2 separate regions of the Sus scrofa genome follow, and region 2 is linked to region 1. The links are chromatin contacts, called in public HiChIP or PLAC-seq maps. All regions are on one chromosome and are shown on one strand. Each heading gives the region's core, a stretch centred on a gene start, on an enhancer-like site or on the middle of the called end of the contact. The rest is flanking DNA. Distances are from core to core; before and after follow the strand shown.

Region 1 (5,709 bases), core at 2,187-4,686:
GTAGGATCAAAGGTGGCAGTGAACTAAACATTCACTTCCTCTCAATGCCAGGATGGTTTTCAAGCCCCAGAGGTAGATTCAGAACTCAAGGCAAGAAAAGAAAGGAGCAGAATCTTGAAATACCTTAGTGCAAACTCTGAATCAAATGAGAACCAGAGTGGGGGAATTAACATATAACTTCAGCTCAATTACAGAAAATAAAATCAAAGTTGGCACATTTGTTTAGTGCCTATCAAATATATGTCTGCCGCTTTCAGGAAATTAAAATAGTTGTACTTTGGTGTTAGTGGGTTAGAGGCAGGAGCCCCATCAGCTCAGGCTTACTCACATCTCCCATGGCAGGGTTTCTCAACCTGAGTGCTATCGGCCTTTAGGGCCACATAATTCTATCAAGAGAGCTATCTCATGCACCGCTGAATGTTTAGCAACATGCGTGGCTTCTGCCAGTAGCAAACACATTCCTCAGACATGACCAAAATATCCTCTGGGAAGAGAGGAGGAAAATGCCCTTGGTTGATAACCACTGTTCTGGAATATCCCCAGCCAACACTGAGAAAGAATCCACACTGAAGCAGCTAATGGACAATACATGATACCCACTTTCTCATTCACAGTGTGGAGCCAAAGCCAAGGTAAGTACATTGACTCTCATTCTGCCTCAATATAAATTAAGGAGACAGTCAGGATTATAACTCAGATGTCCTGACATTAAGTTCTATGCTTTACCCTCCTAAATTTGAAACATCTCAGAAAGCTAGCAGAGAATGTTCACATAGTACCCGCTTATATTTATGCACTGAATGAATGGTGGGATTAGAACTTTAGACCTTGCCATGTCACTAGACATTTCAGGACCAATGAAGAACAATGATCCAAGCCTTCCATCAAAGAAGCAAAGACACTTCTAGAGCTCATGCTTTACCATTCAGTACTGATTCTAACACTCATCTGCCTATCTGTGAATCTAAAGTCAATGTAGAAAAATATCACTGGTCAGTTTGTGACTCAATGCTGATTTTGTGCTGTTATTTCAAAGCTTTGAAGATGCTAAATGTGGAGCGGCATTTAGACTTCCCAGGGCTCATGTATGACGGAGCTGTTGACAGCCATGTGCTCCCTGGCTAGGTCCAATCTCCTTTATGCAATACAAAGCTCCCCTAAAACTCATTATCTGAACAGCACAGGCTTTACTCAAATGTACTCATGTACTGTTACTGCTGGTGTATTGTCATGTTTACCCTATAAAAGCATAGGTGGCTCTAAAATTGCTAACAGAATTTTTCTCCTTCTTTTATGTTTTATATGATGTCTACCTAGCACAGTATTAGGCACAAAGTAGCAGATGCTCAGATTTGAAAACTGCTAATCACAGTTTTATAGAAATGCCTTTAATTTGTTCAGAAACTAGGTGCCCTAAGGTCCATAGTCTGTCTGTTACAGATAGGCCAAAAGCTGTGATTCTATCTCCTATCCTTATTTATTAATGTGTAGCTGGATGGCACATTATCTGACATCAGAAGCCAGTGGCAGCGTTCCAATCTGTGTTTCTAATAGAGATAAATGTTGAGCAGAGGTGGCAAACTGGCTGACAGCCCACCAAAGACAGCCCTGGGGTAAGTTCTACTTGGCTGTTTATTAAAGGCTACACAGCTAGGCACTGGTCGTGCTCAGTCAATACAAGCATCTTGGCACTAAGCCCACTTCATCAGTTACTTAACTTCTCTGCCTGTTTCTTTATACCAAAAAAATGGAAATAATAGAAGTTCCTACTAATGAGGTCATTATGAAAATTAAATTAATACATGTAAAGTTCTGGAACACATGTAGTGTGGCACAAATTAACTTCTCCATAAATATTAACTATCATCATCATCATCACCCCTACAAAGGCTACTAGAAGGGATTATACCACCAAACACTTGCCTATCAGCCCTTCCAATGACTAGAGTCCCTGAAACTATTTACCAACCAAATAACCAAACTCAGAGGCTTAAAGCATAAATCAATTAAAATGCTCAACCCTTACATAGGAAGATTGTCATAGAGCTATTCATCAATCAGAATATTTAAACATTACATTTTAGTATTAAATGATATAAAAAGCCTTTATTCTTCCTAAGTCTTTTTCTTAGCTCCAATCAAGTCTTGGAGGTTTCAGGAGACATATTTTCATTACAAAATACCTGAAACTAACCCAGGCCTCAGCCACTCCTGGTGCCCCAGAGTTAACTCTGAAAGGCAGAAAACAGTATGATTTTCTTATGTATTGTTTGAAAGAGGTCATGGATACCCAGAAACAAGACTGCAGCCATTAAAAAATTATTAAAATATGTGTATTCTCAGCCAGGCTTCCTTCTCTTCTGCTAAAGAAAGTTCTGGCTTTGCCCATGTGGTTTCTCTCATTCCTCTGCCCTCTAAACACAACAGCAAGGATGGCTCCTGCAGAATTCCAGCAATAGCTAAGAAGCAGAACAGGAAAAAAAAAATATCAAAGCAAAGAGGGTTTTCATCAAAAATAAATATTCTCCTGTTTTGGGAGATGAGCAGATACGAAAACTACCATATATAAAATAGATAAACAACTAGATCCTACTGTGTAGCACTGGGAATTACATTCAATATCCTATATTAAGCCATAATGGAAAAGAATATGAAAAAGAATATATATACACACACACTATATATATATACACAAATGCACACATATATATAAAACTGAATCACTTTGCTCTACACCAGAAATGCAATATTGAACACAACATTGTAAATCAACTATAATTCAACAAAAATGTTTTAAATATACATATTTTTATTTTTTTCAAAAGACTGAAGGGCAATGGAAAAAAAAGGGGTAGGGGGAAGCAGTTTAGAGAAAGAAAGGAAAACCTGGTGGCTCATGTGTGCTAGCTGTTGGGGTATGATTCAGTGATGAAGAGGCTTGGGGTAAGAGCAGCCACTCCTGCAGAGAATGACAAACTTTGGGGAAGATTTCCAATGTGTTTATGTCCCTAATACCTCTCCCCCTTCCACTTGCCATCTGATGTTTTCCTCGACAAGAAACTAAACTTGGAAATGTTTTCCTATGTGGATTTCTCTCAGACCACTGTCTTTATATCAGTACCTAGCAAAGACCTAGGCCACGTAAGACTTTTCATGACAGATTACACAAAATATCCATCAGTGAGGAGGGAGGACTCACATTTGAATTGTACAAATATCCGGCAGTACTTAATCAGATTTCAAAGAAGGTGGCATTGTGACTGATTCATAAATGGTAGAGGATGATTCATTTGGAAATGGTTGCTCGGTTGCTGCATTAGAGTTGCTGACGAAGCACAGTGGGAATTCTTGGAACCACTAGAGAAGGACTGACATGGATTCAACTAAAACCCTGGAGGGAAGCGGCAGAGAATTCCCTGTGCCTTACGTTCCATTTGTGCTTCCACAGGAGGCGGTGGCAACAGCAACTTTATTAGCAGATACAGCCAGTGCAGCTCTGCGGGCTAGAGCCCAGCTGCTTTCTCCCTTCTCTGAAGTGCAATACAAATTAATTTGCCAAAACATCCAAGAGTCATCTTTGTACTAAATGAGGCATGATTAAAAAAACACACACTGGCTATGTTTGTCCTGGCCACGTTCATTATCATGATTTGCTAAACATTTATGAGCCCACCACTATTTTTGGGTGGCAGCAGCTCAGTAAAAGCCAACAGGACCCTGGAAACACACCATGCTGCTGCTTCTGGAAGGCAGAGCTTGCTTCAGATTTATTTGTTGCCATTTTCCAGCAAAATATTTCAAAGCAATCTAAAAGTTTGGGAGAGCAGGCTTCCCTAATAACCCTATCAATCCTAAACCCCACGGCGTGCCAGGGTCTCAAGTGATCTTAAAAATAATAATGATAGTACTGAAGAGCAGCAGCCAAATATCAGCCAATACAAAAAATTCTGAACAGTTAGGAAAAGAGAGAGAGAGACTATGAGACTATACATAGAGATTAGTCACAGTTTATAAAACATTGATGACTTTTGGTTACTGTGCCTTACTCCTGAAAATCGAAGAAATTCATGCATAACCTATATAGTAGGATGTCTTTAGAGTAAATGAAAGCATCTGAATAATACAGTTTCATTCGACTTTGAGACTCCTTTCATCTTACATAACTACCAGGCAAAGCATTGTTGCTCATATCGCTTTGGTTGATTAAGTTGTAAAGTGAGGCTTGTCCAGGCCCTGTGTGTCCCTTGAAAATTCTTGGGAGGGGCTTCCCCACATCTCTTCCAGTCCCCATAAGGCTGAAGTCTGCAGAGGATCAGACATTGCCCAAGCATCTCCTCCTGCTCTAGGCATCTCAGGCTCCTATTTTCAGGACAACTGCAGTGCCCTTGTTTTCTTGACTACATCCTTGCTTGCTTTGTGAGAGGAAAAGCGGTAGCTAGCTTTTACTCGGGAGGCCACAGAACTCTCCACTGTAATTAAAAAGTACAATATCAAAGTTAGCTCTGCCTCTAGCAAGACAGAGGCTGTGTTAGTCAAAGGTCTTTGTCTCCTTCCTGACAGATCATCAAATTCCATTTTAAAAAAAAAAATGCAAATAAGAAAAACCCCTACAAGGCAGAAAAAGAATACACTGAAGAAAAGTCAATAAAACAATTTGCTCTTCAAGGGAGCAGCAGAGGTAATTTCCACTTTGATCTTCCATATCTGCATTCTGGTTTGTACCTGATTTATTCAATTTCAGAGAAGGAATCTCCACATTCAACTTTTTGATTAAAACCTGTTTTGTTTGTTGATGGCAAAAGCTTTTAATTATCCTCACGAAGAATGACCTCACTGTATTCAAAAAAAGAAGTTGTTTCCAAGCCCTGGGACAGGAAGAGTATAAGGATGTATTAATTCATAAGGATGATATGAAATCCTTATAAATTACTTGAACCTGTGACTCAGGGAGTACTAGAAGTCAAAATGAAAACTGCACAGAAGTCAAAATGCATGGCTTTATGCAAAGTTACAGAATCCTGAGCATTTTCTTTGCCAAGTAGACAGCTCTAAAGTTACAGACTTTTATAATTAAATTCAACTTGCAATTTATAAAAGAGAAAACTGAGGCCCACACACATTCATTACCCAAGATTATCCCATTACCCAAAATTTACCTGCTTAGTGGTGGTAGCCAGTTTTGTCTCCTAATCCCAGCCATTCACTCATTCACCATGAGACGGCAATAGAGAGCTCTCTTTAAAAGCACATGCTGAGGCAGTGGGCAAAATGCCAAAACATCAGGATGATGTGGTCTAGTGATTTAAAAATGAAATCAATCATCTGTATGTTTAAGTGGCAGAATGCCAAATAACCAAACGACTAAATATTTAAACCTGGGCTGTCACCTAAGTCTTTGTAAACTGCTAGGGTGGTTTTAAATGAACTGCAGTTTGCATGTATTAAGGTTGGGTTCCTCTTGCCCTTTAGGGATTCTTCCTTCTCAATAGTTCAAAAGACTCTGTGTCTCCAAAAAGTGAAAAATCAATGCCTTTTCCCTGACTGCTAACAAGACTAAGTTAATTACGAACATCTTAGTAGTTGAAACTAGGAAAACACAATGACGTGTTTGGGGATTTCTTGAGGAAGCAGGACTTCGCTGACTTGCAGTATCATATCCTGCATTGGTGGTTACCTCTAGGTGACTCTACTTCTAAATACATACACATA
Region 2 (5,614 bases), core at 2,025-4,524, 190 kb before region 1:
GAGAGGCTACTGTGCTTGAAGCACATGTGAGGTGTCGAGGATAAAAAGAAAAGGAAGATACAATGCTTTCCCCAAATGTGCTCCCAAAAGAGTGAGGACCATACCATGGCAAAGAGAGCAGTGTGGGTGTTGAGAGGTTGGTTATCTGGCCAAAGAGCAGTGGGCCATGGGGCAAGATATTCATTGGCATTAAGGCAGGAAAAGTATTTAATTCCAAAGAAGATAGATGTTTGAGCTGAATCATGAAGGAGAGGTAGAAGTGAGCCAAGAAGGTGCGTGAGGGGAAGAAGTTCCAGCAGAGAGAAGAGTAGATGACTCTTCATTGATTATTCCAGGCCTGGTAGGAGGAAGCATTGCTTAAACAGAATCAGGAGAGTCTTCCCTTGGTGAGAATTGCAAGGTGAGATGTCTGGGTTTCTTATACACATAGCTTTTCCCATTCTATGCAGCTGTTCTCCCTTGCCTTCCTAGGAAACTGGCTGTGAAATCTCTTTCGAGCAATCTCACTGCGAATACTTTTCAAAGAGAGAGGATGTGGCAACATTCTATTTCTAAAAGGTAAAAAGGAAGAAAGGATGGGAGAAACATAAGAAACTGAGATCTAGCGAAGCCTCAACCACACCTAGATGCTCCATGGAGTGAGGTACCAGGTCCAGGAAAGCCAAGGATCAATTCCCAAAGGCTCAAGGGTAGAGAAAGTGGAGAAGTAGCTCACTGTGGCAGCAATACTCTCTAAGTAACTCTCAGCCTGGACACTGAGTCAGCAATGGAAACAGAAAATGTAAGATGGATGGAAAAGGCATCTTTGCTATCTTTTGAATTGTTAAGAAATAAACCTAAGAGCCAGAAAATTGGTTGCCATGATCTAAACGCAAACCTGATAAAACCAGGTCTGTCTTGCTCTGAGAGCTTGAGAAGGGGTTCCCATCTATTGGGTGAGGGAGAAACTGAGTATCAAAGACTAGAGATGGCTCCAAAGGTGGGGAAGGTGGGAGAAGATGCTTGGCTTTCCTCATTTAGCTCCATGCTTGGCCACCAAATGTTAACTGAGCAGATGGGGGAGGGTAAAGAGGTGCAAAAGAGTGGAAAGAGGAACAATCAATGCCATAAAGTTGGAAGAAGTATTTCATACCTCTTCAGTGACAAACAGCATCTTCATTTTCCCTTCCACAAAATGTCTTATTACAAGAGTAAAGGCAGGGTGACAAATGAGGTGAAGCCATGTAAAAGAGACTTAACGGAAAATAAGAATAACAAAGCATTGAGCAATTTCTTATGACTCACATGCAGAGAGAAAATATTTTCATGGAAGAAAGCCAGAGGAGGGCCTGAAAGGAAGTATTGTGAGCTTTTCTTTTGCAATCCCATTATTACTTTAATAGTTTTTTCTGATGACTAAAATGATGGAAGTTCTTTGTATAATATTTAGAAAGTCCACAAAAGCACACACAAAAAAAGAAAATAAAAATCATTCACTATATTAAAGAAAAGCAGTTATTAACATTTAACTTTTACAGGTCAGATGATTTTTTAAGAGAAAAACAAAAAAGAAAGAGGTGGAAAAAGCTGTATAACTTTGAACTCTAAATGGATAGCAAATAACTTAATGATATAAAGCATTATCTCTATTAATGAATATGTACCAAAACATGTAAATTCTTATTAGAAACAAGGGTATTTTGATATGGTAGTCATTTTTATCAAAATACTAACATAGCTTTGTAAGCAACTGTTGTCTACAGCAGAGGTCCCTGCCACATCCCACCCTGAGTTTCATTCTCCTTTATTCCATCCATTACTCTTTCCCCTTTGGATAGTCCGATGGTGACATACATGACACTGACTTGGCAAGGCTTGGGTAGAATGGATATCAAGGAAGGAATGAGAGTGAGTGCCAAGAATGACTTTTAGGGCTAAATCAAAACTGTATATAAATGTTACTCTCTGTACCCCCACCTCCTTATAAACATAGAAATGAGCAGAACTAGAAAGCCTCTCTTTTGAGTCTTAACAGGACAAATTCTTTATTGGTGGCTTCCATTCTCCCCTTTTATGGTCAAGGTGAAGATGTTGCTGCTGTTAATAAGACAGGCTACCTTCTCCCCTGCCATAACGGCCCACACCCGGTAACATAGGTGTTTCAGCCAGCCATAGTCCAGGCAACACCTCACCTGCCCATTTAAAGGCTGACAGATGGATTAAGTGAAGCTTAGGTTTGGCCTTGGGTCATCTATGGAGAGTCCAGAGGGACATATTGTCAATGCTTCCCTTCGTTGACTGCCACAAGTTCTAACAGCCCTACTCTCCTCAGATTCCCGGTTCTCAGAGGATTTCCTGGTAGCAGTGTTACTATAATCCACTCAAGGACTAGGAAACCACAGTGACTCCAGAGTTCCTGGAACGTGGTAAGGACAACTGTCCACCACGCCATCATCCAAAAATTCACTGGTAGGAAGCTTATAAGGGAGACTCAAAAATGTACTATAAGAAGGTTAGGAAGAAGTTCAAGAGATTCTCCTTCACGACGGAGCCATTTTTACATATTTCTAACTTAGAGCACAGGCAAATCAGAGCACTATCTTTACCATTTCCAATCAATGTTGGGCCAAAAAATGTTTTAATTATACAGGATTGACAGGGTGCTGAAGTACGCATCTCACTACATTGGCTCATGTGCTAATCCATTTATACATATATACCCACCTATTCATGCATTTAATAGCTACTTATTGATTATATGACATGGTCAATATCCTGCTGGTTATTAAAATATGGGAAACTGATTTCTTCAAAAAGCGCAAACTTTAATGGAGAAAATGAATATGTACCAATGATAACAATAATAATAACAAACACTCATTGCACACTTACTCTGTGGAAGGCATCATTCAAGTATTTTGTGTGACTTAACTCGCACAGTCTTCATAACAAGCCCATGAGGTAAGTAATATGATTATCACCATTTTAGAGCTGAGCAAACAGAGGCACATAGAGGTTAACTTGCCCCAGATGACCCAGATAAAAATAGGGAGGCCTCTAGAGCCCATGTCCTTTTTAGTATGCAGTATGAAGTGAGTCCTCTGGGCAGATAAGGAGGAATCATCAGTTGCTAAATTCATGACCATACTTTGTCTCCAGGACTGAGATGAGAATTCCATGCAGCAGCAGTCCTCTCCTTCAATCACCACGGACTGAACTCCCACAGGCCATGCGGAGGGCGCATTCAGGCCTTGTGTGTGGGAGGCAGGAAGGCAGGATTCCAGGCTCAGTCTTGGGAACAGATGTGTCCCCAGACGGCTCTGACTCAGAGGTCTGCTTGCCAAGGGAAGGAGTCTCAACTGTGTGTCCAATCAACAAATAATGTGCTTGAGAAGAAAGCAAGTTTATTCAAGAAGCAGCTTTTGTCCAAGTCATTGCTAGGGACTTGAAATCTTTGGCAGAGTGATTCCAAAGAAAGAGTTATCCAAATAGCCACATTTTTTTTTTTTTTTGGAGTACCCAACCCAAATAGGACAATATCTTGCTCATTGCAGCAAGCCTTAATGAATTAAAAAAAAATTTTTTTAATGATGGTACATTTTCTAATCCAGAAGTCCAGCTCAGAAATTTTAAAAAACATCCAGATAATTCATGGTTGGGCACTGGGGATATCATATCAAATTGATATTTTCCACAGGAAAGATAATGTAATAGGGATGTCTTCTTTTTTCTTTCTCTTTCATAGAAAACTTCTGACTGTAGCTTAAGTCCTGATTTTTTTTCTTTGAGGACCCTGTAAGACCATCAGTCTACCTGTTTTACTTTCTGCAAAATGCAAATAGTATATATATTTAGAATAACTTAGTAAATAATTTATAGCCTGAATAGTAAATTATTTATTTATTCCAGGCATACACATTTAGAATATGAACATAAATATTTTATGGTCTGTGCCACTGCTAACAAAAACTTAAATCAGCCTGCTTGCTGCTCTGGTTTGTATTGTATATACTCTCTATCTCATCAATGAACTGTGAGCAATCTCACACCGTCAAGCTCTTTCAAGTTACTGTACTTGCAGGGTTTTCCAAAACATTCAGGCTTTGAAGTCTATTTCAGTCTCTCCTCCTCCATTCACTGCTCTCACTTTCTGCTGTCTCAACCTTTCTCTAATCTGCTAAGTGTCTGGTTATTTCTTTATAAACAAACACACATTTATTGAGCACTGACCATATTTCATGCTTGCAAAGGATTGTGGGAGAAGTCTAACCTGTGGGCCTTCCTAGGAGTTTGCATTACGGCTAACTTACATATATATAGTCTGCAAACAAATAAGAAAACAAACAAACAAAATGACACACTTTAAATAATTGCTATGAATATTTCTGAAAAGTGACAGCCTTTGGACAAACTCCATGGATGTGATTTGGCGACTGTGGGAATTTGTAAAAACTGAGAATCTATGTGGGGAAGAATGTGTGACCTCTGAATAAAATGACTCCTTCTGAACCTGAGAACTACTCTAAAAACTTTAGTACACTTAAAAATCATCAGCAACTGGCATTATCATGCTCAAAAAACAGAATATGACTGCAGAAAGTTGAGAAAGGGAAAATTACAATGACTGAAGCACCAGGAGTAGAATCTTTCAGAATTAAATATTTGATATTAAATATTGGATTGCAAAGTACAGTAAAGAAGCAGAAAAATACTTAAAATTACATAAAGCCATAAAAATTAGGGAAAACTGAATATAAGCTTATTTTATAAATCTTTGAAATATTAAGACAGCTTTATGAAGGCTCTCTTCTTTGAAACTCAGGCAAAGTCAATATTAGGACAACACACCGACAACATTTGCTGAACAGTTTGTACCTTCCAGGTGCTTGACATACTTTGCTTAATGCAATTCTCACAATGGCCTTACAAGATAACTGCTATTAGTATCATTTTAAAGTTGAGGAAATTGAGAGTCAGAGGTTAAAAAAAATACCCAAAGAGCATAAAGTCAGTAAATGACAGACCCCAGTAAGTGACTAATTTTTACATTTTTCACCGTGAGGCCTCTGCTTTTCTTGGGTGGAAATATCCTTATATGCTTATTATTTCAAGCTTATTTGTTAGGCTGTTGAAAATTTCTGGAGTTCCTGTCGTGGCTCACTGGAAATGAATCTGGCTAGCATCCATGAGGACCAGGTTTAATCCCTGGCCTTGCTCAGTGGGTTAAGGATCTGGTGGTGGTGTCAGTTGTGGTGTAGGTCACAGAAGAGGCTTGGATTCTGCATTGCTACAGTGTAGGCTGGCAGCTGTAACTCCAATTCGACCCTTAGCCTGGGAACCTCCATATGCTGCGGGTGTGAGCCTAAAAAGACAAAAAAAAAAAAAAAAAAAAAAAAAAGAAAGAAAGAAAGAAAGAAAAAGAGAAAAGAAAAAATATTTTCTAAATTCTTACATATTTATTTTTTTCTGCTTGATTTTTCAGTTTCTATGAGAGGTGTGTTAACAATATCCCCAGATAAATGTGGACTTGAATATTTCTCTTGAATAATTTCTCTTAAAATTCTGTCACTTTGGGGTTTAAAAATATGAAACAGCTTTACTAAGTTTATAAAAAATTTAAAGTGTTACATGTTCT

The links. HiChIP or PLAC-seq counts read pairs in DNA pulled down with a chosen protein or histone mark.
Region 2: an H3K27ac HiChIP or PLAC-seq map of skeletal muscle shows a contact between it and region 1, with 4 times the contacts expected there. The contact joins two enhancer-like sites. A contact is called at or near these places in 1 of 47 Hi-C or Micro-C datasets (fibroblasts) and 1 of 2 datasets of contacts at active chromatin or transcription factors (skeletal muscle).

The regions. Positions count from the first base shown.
Region 1 is chr2:115,021,843-115,027,551 of Sscrofa11.1, reverse strand. LOC100626591 (a long non-coding RNA gene) reads right to left here. Exons shown (of 8, transcript XR_002341850.1): 3 at 5,157-5,294. Among named protein-coding and RNA genes, the nearest start is that of MAN2A1, 350 kb to the right of the region's middle. Within about 2 kb of position 3,436, at least 7 of the 83 cell types and tissues checked have an H3K27ac peak or open chromatin away from gene starts, as enhancers often do. A contact at or near this core is called in skeletal muscle, where this site is marked.
Region 2 is chr2:115,206,996-115,212,609 of Sscrofa11.1, reverse strand. No RefSeq gene overlaps it. Among named protein-coding and RNA genes, the nearest start is that of TMEM232, 310 kb to the left of the region's middle. Within about 2 kb of position 3,274, at least 24 of the 83 cell types and tissues checked have an H3K27ac peak or open chromatin away from gene starts, as enhancers often do. A contact at or near this core is called in skeletal muscle, where this site is marked.